Linked DNA regions of Pan troglodytes: all the other regions are linked to region 2. The links are chromatin contacts, called in public Hi-C and HiChIP or PLAC-seq maps. All regions are on one chromosome and are shown on one strand. The core of a region is the stretch at or near the end of the contact, and the rest is flanking DNA. Distances in the headings are between cores, read along the strand shown.

Evidence for each region. Hi-C and Micro-C count contacts between places; a contact is called where the count stands out from the background. HiChIP or PLAC-seq counts read pairs in DNA pulled down with a chosen protein or histone mark.
Region 1: a contact with region 2 is called in an H3K4me3 HiChIP or PLAC-seq map of stem cell-derived excitatory neurons, with 7 times the contacts expected there. The contact joins the promoter of DNER here to the promoter of PID1 in region 2. A contact is called at or near these places in 2 of 7 Hi-C or Micro-C datasets (blood and stem cell-derived neural progenitor cells) and 1 of 1 datasets of contacts at active chromatin or transcription factors (stem cell-derived excitatory neurons).
Region 3: a Hi-C map of stem cell-derived neural progenitor cells shows a contact between it and region 2, with 4 times the contacts expected there. The contact joins the enhancer-like site here to the promoter of PID1 in region 2. A contact is called at or near these places in 2 of 7 Hi-C or Micro-C datasets (blood and stem cell-derived neural progenitor cells) and 1 of 1 other capture datasets (stem cell-derived neural stem cells).

Annotation. Positions count from the first base shown.
Region 1 is chr13:131,953,715-131,956,723 of NHGRI_mPanTro3-v2.0_pri, forward strand. DNER (delta/notch like EGF repeat containing) reads right to left here and starts at 1,664. Exons shown (of 13, transcript XM_516135.6): 1 at 1,257-1,664. The coding sequence starts at 1,532.
Region 2 is chr13:131,510,430-131,513,488 of NHGRI_mPanTro3-v2.0_pri, forward strand. PID1 (phosphotyrosine interaction domain containing 1) reads right to left here and starts at 1,303. Exons shown (of 3, transcript XM_526050.8): 1 at 1,003-1,303. The coding sequence starts at 1,032.
Region 3 is chr13:131,825,913-131,828,990 of NHGRI_mPanTro3-v2.0_pri, forward strand. DNER (delta/notch like EGF repeat containing) reads right to left here. Exons shown (of 13, transcript XM_516135.6): 4 at 666-832. Among named protein-coding and RNA genes, the nearest start is that of DNER, 130 kb to the right of the region's middle. Within about 2 kb of position 1,774, at least 8 of the 24 cell types and tissues checked have an H3K27ac peak or open chromatin away from gene starts, as enhancers often do. A contact at or near this core is called in stem cell-derived neural progenitor cells, where this site is marked.

The DNA.
Region 1 (3,009 bases), core at 414-2,913, 440 kb after region 2:
AATGAAATAAAAAGATTCTAGATAAATGCAAAAAAATCTGGCTGTCAAGGTCAAGCTTCTCAATCCCATTTACCTCTAAAAAATGTAAAACCTGTCATAATGAAAGGGCAGCCTTTTTCCCCATTGAAAGAACCTATTTGAGCATTCTCAAAGTAACTCTCCAATCATGGTTATCAAATTTATATGAAACAAACTCCTCCACCCTAAATGTAAGAAAGATAGTATCTGATCCCAAATATCGTCCATATTCATGTGGTTTAATGTAATCATTTCAGATAACTTCATTATTTGCCCTACCCTGCAATACAGGTTTGGGGATTTTCTACCCGTACACACAGTCCTACCAAATTGCCTACTGAAAATGTTGATGTTAATAGGTTTCACAGAGCTTTAACGGACTTGTAAAAGCCCCAGATATTATTTTCTGCCAAATTCTCCTGAAAACCCCAAATTCACGGGCGGCTGCTGGCTACATCCCATCGTCCCATCCCTCGCACCGCCCCCACGCTTTCTGGCGGCTTCCCGGTGCCCTGCTCACGCCCCGGCTGCCAGCCCCAAGCGTGCGCCCCGTGGAGCGTCCGGCAGGAAGGGCGGCCCTGCCAGCGCCACGTACAATGCCCCCTCGAATGCCTCCGACTGTTCCAACACTGCTCCTAAGCTTAGAGAGGGCTGGTCGCAGGCCGAGGGGAGGCAGCTGCCCTCCTCGTCCTCTGGCTGCTTTGTCACAGCCCTCAAGGGCGGAGGAAGAGAAGGAGCAAGTGCCCCACCACCTGGCACGGGGCCCACCATCACTTGCCTCCCACACCGCACACCCTTTACACACACAGGGTCCAGCCGGACGTGGAGCGTGGACCACCTGGACATTGAACACCTCGCCGGGGACGCTCGGAGCCGGCTCCTCCGCGCTGCCAAGGCGGGCACCGCTCAAGTGGTTCTTGGCTCGGCCCGGCCGGGAGGGGCGCGCCACTCAGTGGCCAACCGGAGCGTCTGGAGCCCCGCGCGAGGAGTGCCGAGCCCCGGAGCGGCACACCCCGAGAGCCCGGCTGGCCCCGCCCGGGAACCAGGGCGGGTAAGGGAATCAGGGTCGGCCCGGGGGTCCGCGTCCACGCGGGCCAAGGGACTGGATCCATCTTCTTCCCAAAGTGGGAAAGCCTGTGTCAGGCGTGCCCATTGTCGGGCAGCATCAGCAGGGCCGGCGGGAAGAGGCTGCTGGTCCCGGACCAGCGCCCCGCACCGCGCCCGCCGCTTCCACTCACCTGGCAGTTGGCGCCGGAGATCCCGGCGGGGCAGGTGCAGCTGTAGCCAGGCTCGCCGGCGGGGGCCGGGTGCTGCGGGTCCGGCTCAGGGCGCGAGGTGCACACACCCCCGTTCCGGCAGGGCTGCGCGGCGCACGGCCCGGGCGCAGACAGGGGCGCGGCGGGCACCGGGTTGGCCAGGGAGCTGCCTCGGGGCCCCGCTCCGAGCAGCAGCAGCAGCAGGGCCAGCGCGGGCAGCAGCTGCGCACCGGGCGCCTGGGCGCGGCGGGGCTGCATGGCCGGCCGGGAGGGCGCGGGAGCCGGAGCCAGGACGCAGTGACGGCGGCGGCGGTGGCAGTGGCGACGAGAGCTGCGAGAGCGACGGTGGCGGCTAGGGCTGCTCCGCCGGGCCGGGCGCCTCCTGCAGCTGCGGGATCCGCGGTTCCCCGGGCAACGGCGGGCGGGGCCTGCGGGGCGGGGCGGGGCGGGGCGAGCGGGGGGCGGGACGCCTGGCGGCCCCGGCTCTGGAGCACCGGGGAGTGGGGCCTCTTTCCCCGCAGGGAGTTGGGATGGGGGTTGCAGGAAGACGATGCGGGACCCCATCCCCCAGGAGTGGGTCGAAGTCACGGGTGTGTCCAGAAGCAGCCCTGGTACAGGGAGCCAGGCGACGCTGGGGAGGAAAGGGGCTGGAGAGGTCCACGAGTGCGGGAAGCGGGGCTTTGAGGGGCCTCCAGAGCCGGGAGCACCGAGTGCGCCCCAAGGCCCGGGCAGGGCAGGGCGCCTCAAGGGAGGGGCGGCGCGCTAGCAGCAGCCACCTTTGGCCTCTTGGCGCAGAATCTGCGAGACCGCCGCGGGGCCCGGCCTTGCCTCATCCCCCGGGACTGCTCCCCTTCCCACAGCGCTTCTCCCGGCACCCCGAGCCCTCCCGCCCGGCCACGGAACCCTGCGCCCGACGCTCGCTCAGCAGCCGGGTTCGCCTGGAAGTGACCTCGTGTCCGCCAGGCGGACCCGGGGCCCTTGTCCTTGGTGCTGACCCAGCTGTCTCATTCTCGCCGGCCCTTTCCAGAGCGCGGGGCCTGCCGCACCACTAAGGAATGTCTGGCAGCGCCGTGTGAGGGCGGGAAGAGGCCTTGGTGTCAGGCTGTCCACCCCTGTCGTTGAACCTAGGGGGAAACTGAGGCCCAGAAAGTCTGGATTCGAATCCAGTGGGTCAATTGACTCCCAGCCCAGAACGCCCGAAAGAACAGTTCAAAAGCCCAGGTTGGCAGAGGCGCTGCTAGCGGCAGGAATCGCAACAGGGGACTCTGTATAAAAGGAGCATTCGCTGTGACCTACTTCGGGGGGGGATGGGGGAGGCTCTTCTACACGTCCTGGCTGGGCTGGCTGGTGCTGCGACCGCCAAGGAGGCTGCACTCCGCTGAATAAAGCGCATCCAGCCTTGTCTCCTCCACCTGACCTTTCACAATCTCTATTACCTGTGGGTTCCCAGGTACCTGTTACCTTCTTTTTAAGGTGGCCAAATGAAAAAAGAAAATGTGATTCCCCTGGATTGACAGTCTGGGCCAATTTTTTTTTTTAGTAAACACAAAAAATAGCTTGTTTTGTTTTTTAAAAAAATTAAAGTAAGGACTCCATGTGAACTTATGCTGTAGGTGTCACAGACGCCAGGGGCTGCTAAAAGTCCTCCAGTGGAAACAGAAGGCAAACTGCATGGCTTCTCCCTGTCCTGTTCAAACGCAGAAGCAAATGTCACACTTTTCTGCTTCAGGAGATA
Region 2 (3,059 bases), core at 53-2,552:
GCTGTAAATGTTCATTGAGAAGCCTCCAACCTAGCCAGGGCCTGGCCTCACTGTCCTAAGTCTTCAGATGCACTCAGCCTCCAGTGGTGCTGTATTTTACCAGTTAAACACGTCTTCAAAGTTTACTACGAAACAATGTGGCTCCTAGCTTGCCAAAAGTTTAACTGCAGGATTCAGTGGATTTTATCTGGCAGAGTAGCTGCCGTGACTCTTGACAATATTTGCCAGCAAAAGGCAGTCCTCAAACCTTGCAACCAGGGCAATCCCAAGGCCCAACGTGTCACTGAAGGAGTTCTTCTGGGAAAGGTCCCTCTTTCTCTTCAATCACCTCCCGCAAATCCCCAGCTTCCAGAATCCAATTCAAGGCAGTCTGGCATTTCAGGAGACAGCAGTAAAAAACTTTTGATGGGATAACCCAGGACATAAATATTCCTGGCTGAACTTACTTTTGATTCTTAAATATCTGAAGGAGCTTGGGTTTAAGGAAGATAAAGGGAGAGAACCAATGAATAGGGAAAAATAAAATAAGTAGCATACCATGACCAAGCCAAACCAAGCTTGATATTTCCACATTATATTGGCAAATGGATGCTTTCACATATCACTTGTTCTGTCTTTCCTGGAGACCACAAAAAAAAAAAAAAAAAAAAAAAAATCTGGATTCAAAAATCCTAACCCCAGACCACTGCATTGTGTCAGTGGAATGCAATCTAAATTGCCAGTCAGAAAGTCCAACCTTATATGTACCAACCAACACGCACACAAGCACCTCCAAGCCAAAAGTTGTAACGCCTGAATCCGTGCGTTTATCAATTTCATCATCCCCATACCCCTGCCGGGTTCCTGGCGCTGGGTTAAACCGACAGCATCATGTTGCCATCGATGCGTCTTACAAGATGGTTTTGGGCAAATCCCCTAAAGTAGGCAGAAGCAAAAACTAGGTTCCTCTGCCCGGGCACCTCCTCCTCCAGGCTGGCCCCCGGCCTCCCGGGTGCCCCTTACCTGCAGGCGCTCCGTGGCCGGCTGCCACATCTTCCAGCCCTGGGTTTTGGCAGAGGAGACGCTGGCGAGACTGTCGATCGCGCCGGGGGGCGAGGGGCTGGGGTCCCGCTTTACATCTGGGGTCGGTGTCCGCGGGATGTGCGTCCTGGCGCTGGCCACCGCCGCCGGGTGGGCGTAGGGGGCTGCGAGCAGGAGGAGGCGCGGCGCTCAGCTGCCGGCAACTTGTGGGCACGGCCGCGCGCCGGCTGTCCTGGCGCAGCTGCGAGAGGACTGCGCAGCTCCGCCCGGGCCCGGCGAGCGCGCGGCGGCGGCGGGGGCGGCCGCTCCCTCCTCCCCCGCCGCCGCCGCCCGGACCTGCGCGCTCTGAGCATGCCCGGGGCAGGCGCCCAGGGGCCGCGCGGGGCGGGAGTGCAGCGCGGCAGACTCTAAATCCTAGTGAGGGGTGAATGGGGAGGCTAGAACAGCCGGCCCTTCCCTGCAGGAAGCCCCCATTGGGTTGAGGTCTGGGAAAAGGGACAGACTGGCTGAGGGGGGAAGGGCCTGGAGCCGGGGGTGGTGGGGGCAGCGGGGATGTCGGGGGTGGCGGGGGTGGGGGAAATTCCTAAAATAAGGAAACCGTAGCCCCGGGGGTCCCGGGTTTCCATATAACAGGCATCTCTGAAGTGCCTGTGCTGTGCCTGGCGCTGTGCTAGGGAGACACTTCCATTCATTCTTCCCACTCCAGTTAACTGAGCATCTATTAGGCTCCAGCCCCTATGCTGGGTTCTGAGGATGCGGCGACGCAGAATAGAAGACAAGAGAATGTTCCTTCTCTCTGGAGCTTACCTTCTGCTTTGGAGAGAGAGTCGTGACTGAGCAAACACATCAACAAGCCGGTGCTATATCGGGTGGTGATAAAACAGGGCAGATGTGGGAAGAAGGGGAGAGGAGAGTTTCTTAGACGAGGGCCCTGGGGAATGCCTGGAGTAAGACCTGAGAGATGAGAGGGATTGGCCATGAGGAGGCCATGCTTCATGATGGGGAGAGGACTCGACTCCTAACCTATACAGGGATGAGGAGGGCCATGCAGACTCCCGCATCACTAACTCATCCTGAGATCTGCCAGGTGCAGCAGGAGGCTCTGAGAACCCAAGGGAAAGCCGCTCTGGGCTCACAGGCCTGGAGGCTCCCCGGCTAGTGCCGGCCACCATGAGATGACTTCCTGTCCTAAACAGGCCAGCCCTTCCCATTCTCTTGACAACTCGGCAAAATAACTATTAATATTTTCACCATGTGGATCAAACAAATGAGGCTTATAAGGTTTAGGTCACTTGTCCAGGTCACACAGCCAGTGAGTGGCTTAGAGAGTGCACAGTCAGATGACTTCGGGGCAGGAGATCTGGCCCTGCGCCTCTAACTGACCATGGAAACCCAGTGGAGAGAGCATCCGTCTAGGGCTGCGGGTTAAAGGCACTTGGCGAGTCAGGGATACTAAGCTGATTCTGGAGCTGATGAAGAGTGGGAGAGGAGAACATGGTGGGAAGAACTCACGACATAGAATGACCAAAGAGAGCAGCAGAGAGAACACATTGTTTGTGGGGAGCCCTAGGATCCTACAAGGCAGGGTCCTGAGAGCAGAAGGGTGTGAAAGAGAGGCATTTCATACTGAGACAGCTGCACAACTTGGGCCCTGAGCTACCCATGCAATGTCAAAATCCACACTCCATGTCTGGAAGGAGGATCTGTCCATTTTCCTTGTTCTGCATGACTACAATGATTTCCAGATATGGAACCACTCCAGAATCTAACCCTCAGCTCATCCGACCCTCGCAGCAGCTCTCCGTGGGACAGAAGCCCCTATCTCCCAAGGCTTAGGGAGCACAGGGTTCACAGAGTCACACTGTGGGGAGTCACAATGGCGATTCATATCCAGGATTCCAGGCAGATCCTTCTGGACCCCGCGGTTGCTATCTTGGTGCCACCAGCCTTGGCAAGCCCAGGACCCTCAGTGCCTCTAGGAGCCTCTGGCAAAGCCACAGAACTGCCTCCGAAGAGCTTGTCTCTGTCTCCCTGGATAT
Region 3 (3,078 bases), core at 524-3,023, 320 kb after region 2:
CCTCAAGTTGCCCACAATTTCTGGAAAAAGAAGCAGATGAAAGATTCCAAAGGAAAACTGATGGCCAGAGCATTCAGTACCAAAGATCACACACCTGTGATGCCTTCGCCAGGGCTGGAACACAGTCGCTGGATTCCAGAGCCCATGCCTTTCCACTTTGAGCCACACTAGAAATATTATGTTAGGGCCAGGATCAGTGGCTCATGCCTATAATCCCAACACTTCGGGAGGCTGAGGCAGGCAGATCACCTGAGGTCAGGATTTCAAGACCAACCTGGCCAGGGTGGTGAAACCCCATCTTTACTAAAAATGCAAAATGAGCCGAGCATGATGGTGGGTGCCTGTAGCCCCAGTTGCTCAGGAGGCTAAGGCAGGAGAATCGCTTGAACTCGGGAGGCAGAGGTTGCAGTGAGCCAAGATCGTGCCAGTGCACTCCAGCCTGGGTGACTGAGCGAGACTCCATCATCAAAAAAAAATAAAAATAAAAAAAGAAATATTATGTTAGAATCCAGTTTTTATTCTAAAACCTTACCAAAGTGAAAGAAATAGCATTGATGGATAGAATTCAGATTATCTGAGCAAAATTCCCTACCTACTGTCTCAACACCAAACCAAAGTTGGGTTGAATCAGATGCAGTGTTGAGTGGAAGATTTTGGTAACTCACCAATAAAGTGATTATTCCCCAAGGCGAGCATCTCCTCCAGGAGGACCAGTCCCCCTGAAGCCTGAAGGGGGGTCACACTTCTTCCATCTATGAGGGAGCACTGTTGGAATCCTGTGGCCGTGACCTTCCAGAGCAAAATCAGTGAGGCAGTGGCATCTTGCCGAATCCTGGAAACAGGAATGATGTAAACAGAAAGCTCCTTTCAGAAAAATTCATCTTAGAACCAGTTCTTCAAATTAAAAATAAATACAAAGATGGTATGTGCATCTACCAAGGTACCAGGAGATCGACGGCATAAACAGATACGCGGGCATCCACTATAAAGGCGCATACTCCCACTTGTTCACAGTGTACCACAAAATGAGTCACTGGTAACTCACCTTTGAGTAACCACTTTGATGAACAGTAAAAGAGTACACTGAGTTCTCTTTCAGACAAATCCTTCCATAGCCACACAATATAAAAAGAGTTTTGCTTAAATTTGTCGTAAACGTGGACTGCAACCCAACACAGCCACCTGAGTTATGCTGCCAAAATAAGCAAAAGTGTGTCACCCTTCCCCAACACCCCCCACCCACCCACCCACACACACACACAATCACATACAATCCACCTCCCAATGCTTCAGGCCTCCCCTGGCTCATTTTTGGTAAAAAACAAAACAAAACAAAAAAAAACACCCCACAGAGAATAGGATGTCACAGAAAGCCCATCAACCCCAACCCCAACCCCAGCTGCCCTCCTGCGCTTTTCTCCTCACAGCCCAATGCTTCAGCTACTAGGAGCTACCCCAACCCAGTTCTTTCTCACCTCCCAAGCTTTGTCTCCTTCTCCACCTTGGAAATGTGTTCCTAGCCCACATATTACCTCTTCCCAGAGACCCCTGACCACTTCCCAACATCCCAACAGCTGCCCATTCTCCCCAGTGCTCCTGGAGAAGATCACAGTAGACTCTGCACAGATCCGCTCCCCCAGCACAGGGCTCCTGGCGTGCAGCAGGGGCTCAGTAAAGCTTTGATAAGTGACTAAATTCATGAGGAAATGAAAGCGTAAGGAGCTAGTAACCCCCACAAGTGAATTCAGTGCCCTCAGGTCATTCGGCACTCCCATCTCACTTCGTCTGAGTCAGACTGCTGATTTGGTCCCGTTCTGCAGCCTAAGGGAGTCTCAGAGAATGGCAGGTTTGTTGAGAGGAAAAAAACAAAAGCATTTAACGAGATAGAAGACCAGAAAATTTGGGAAGGTTTATCAAGGTAAGATAATATGATCTAGACAAGAAAGGGCTGAGAGATGTTTTAAGAGTAAAGGAAACTAGAGATCCTGCTCCTAAAACTAGCCCAGGACGGCAGGGGTTTCAGCTGTAGTTTGAGCAGTGAAAGAAACGCTTAGGACCGGGGTCCCCCTGCTGGTAGAGCTCGAAGCTGCCTCAGGCTCCACCTCTCCCGCCTCTCCGGATGGAAGCGTTCCTCCTGAGCCCAGGAATTCCCAAGCAGCCCTTCCAGGCTCTTCCCCTGCCAGAGTGAGTTCAAGGCTGTGGGGACCCAGGGTGCAAGAGCAATGTAACAAAGTCCCTCTTCCAAACATGTTCAGGGACTCCATTGTTTAGAAAGCCAGGTAGACAAAAATGGCGATGGATACATGGAAGAGACCTACAGTGCCCGCAGGCCCCTTAAAAGGGAGCCAGTGCATCAGATTGGTTAACCAGGCCACGTGTTCCCAGTCTTCTAAAAATCCCCAAAGACTGGACAGCAAATGCCCCTCAGGTTGCATGGAAAGTGTGGGGAGGGCGGTAGTCAATGGCAACTGAAAAGGATGGGCAGTGGGGGGTTGTCAGCCGGCCTGGGGCACCCTAATACTGGCCCATACCCCACCCCCAGCTTTGTGCTTCTGGGCACCTGCTGACTTGAGCCTCATATAAAGCACCACACATATCAGGTCTCAACCAGCACTGCTTCCCTATGCCTCTCCCTCTTCCCCACCGGTGACAATGGACCCTGTCATTTAAAATAGCTTGAATTTAAAACAAAACACTCTCTTTGTACGCTTGCTTTTAAAGAGAAAATTGTAAAAATAAATAAATAAATAAAAATTATAAAAAATAAAGAGAAAATTGTAATATGTAGAATTTAAATTTGGGGCAAAGTATGCATCTGAATGTAACTGATGGTCCATTAAAATCTTAAGAGGCCAATAATTTGGGAAGCAAAGCATTTGGGAGACAAGGAATCTGGCTGAGATCTTATCTAAGGCCTCACGGTTTGTCACCTCACACCAGACTCATCCAGTCCAATTTCTCAATTCCACTTGTCCAGCCTGAAAACCCGCACTGTAATCGCCTCTGAAATCGCTTCCTCTAGTTTTCAAATGGCAGGGGCCACATCTACCCGTGGAATCTGTTCACGATTCTCACTTG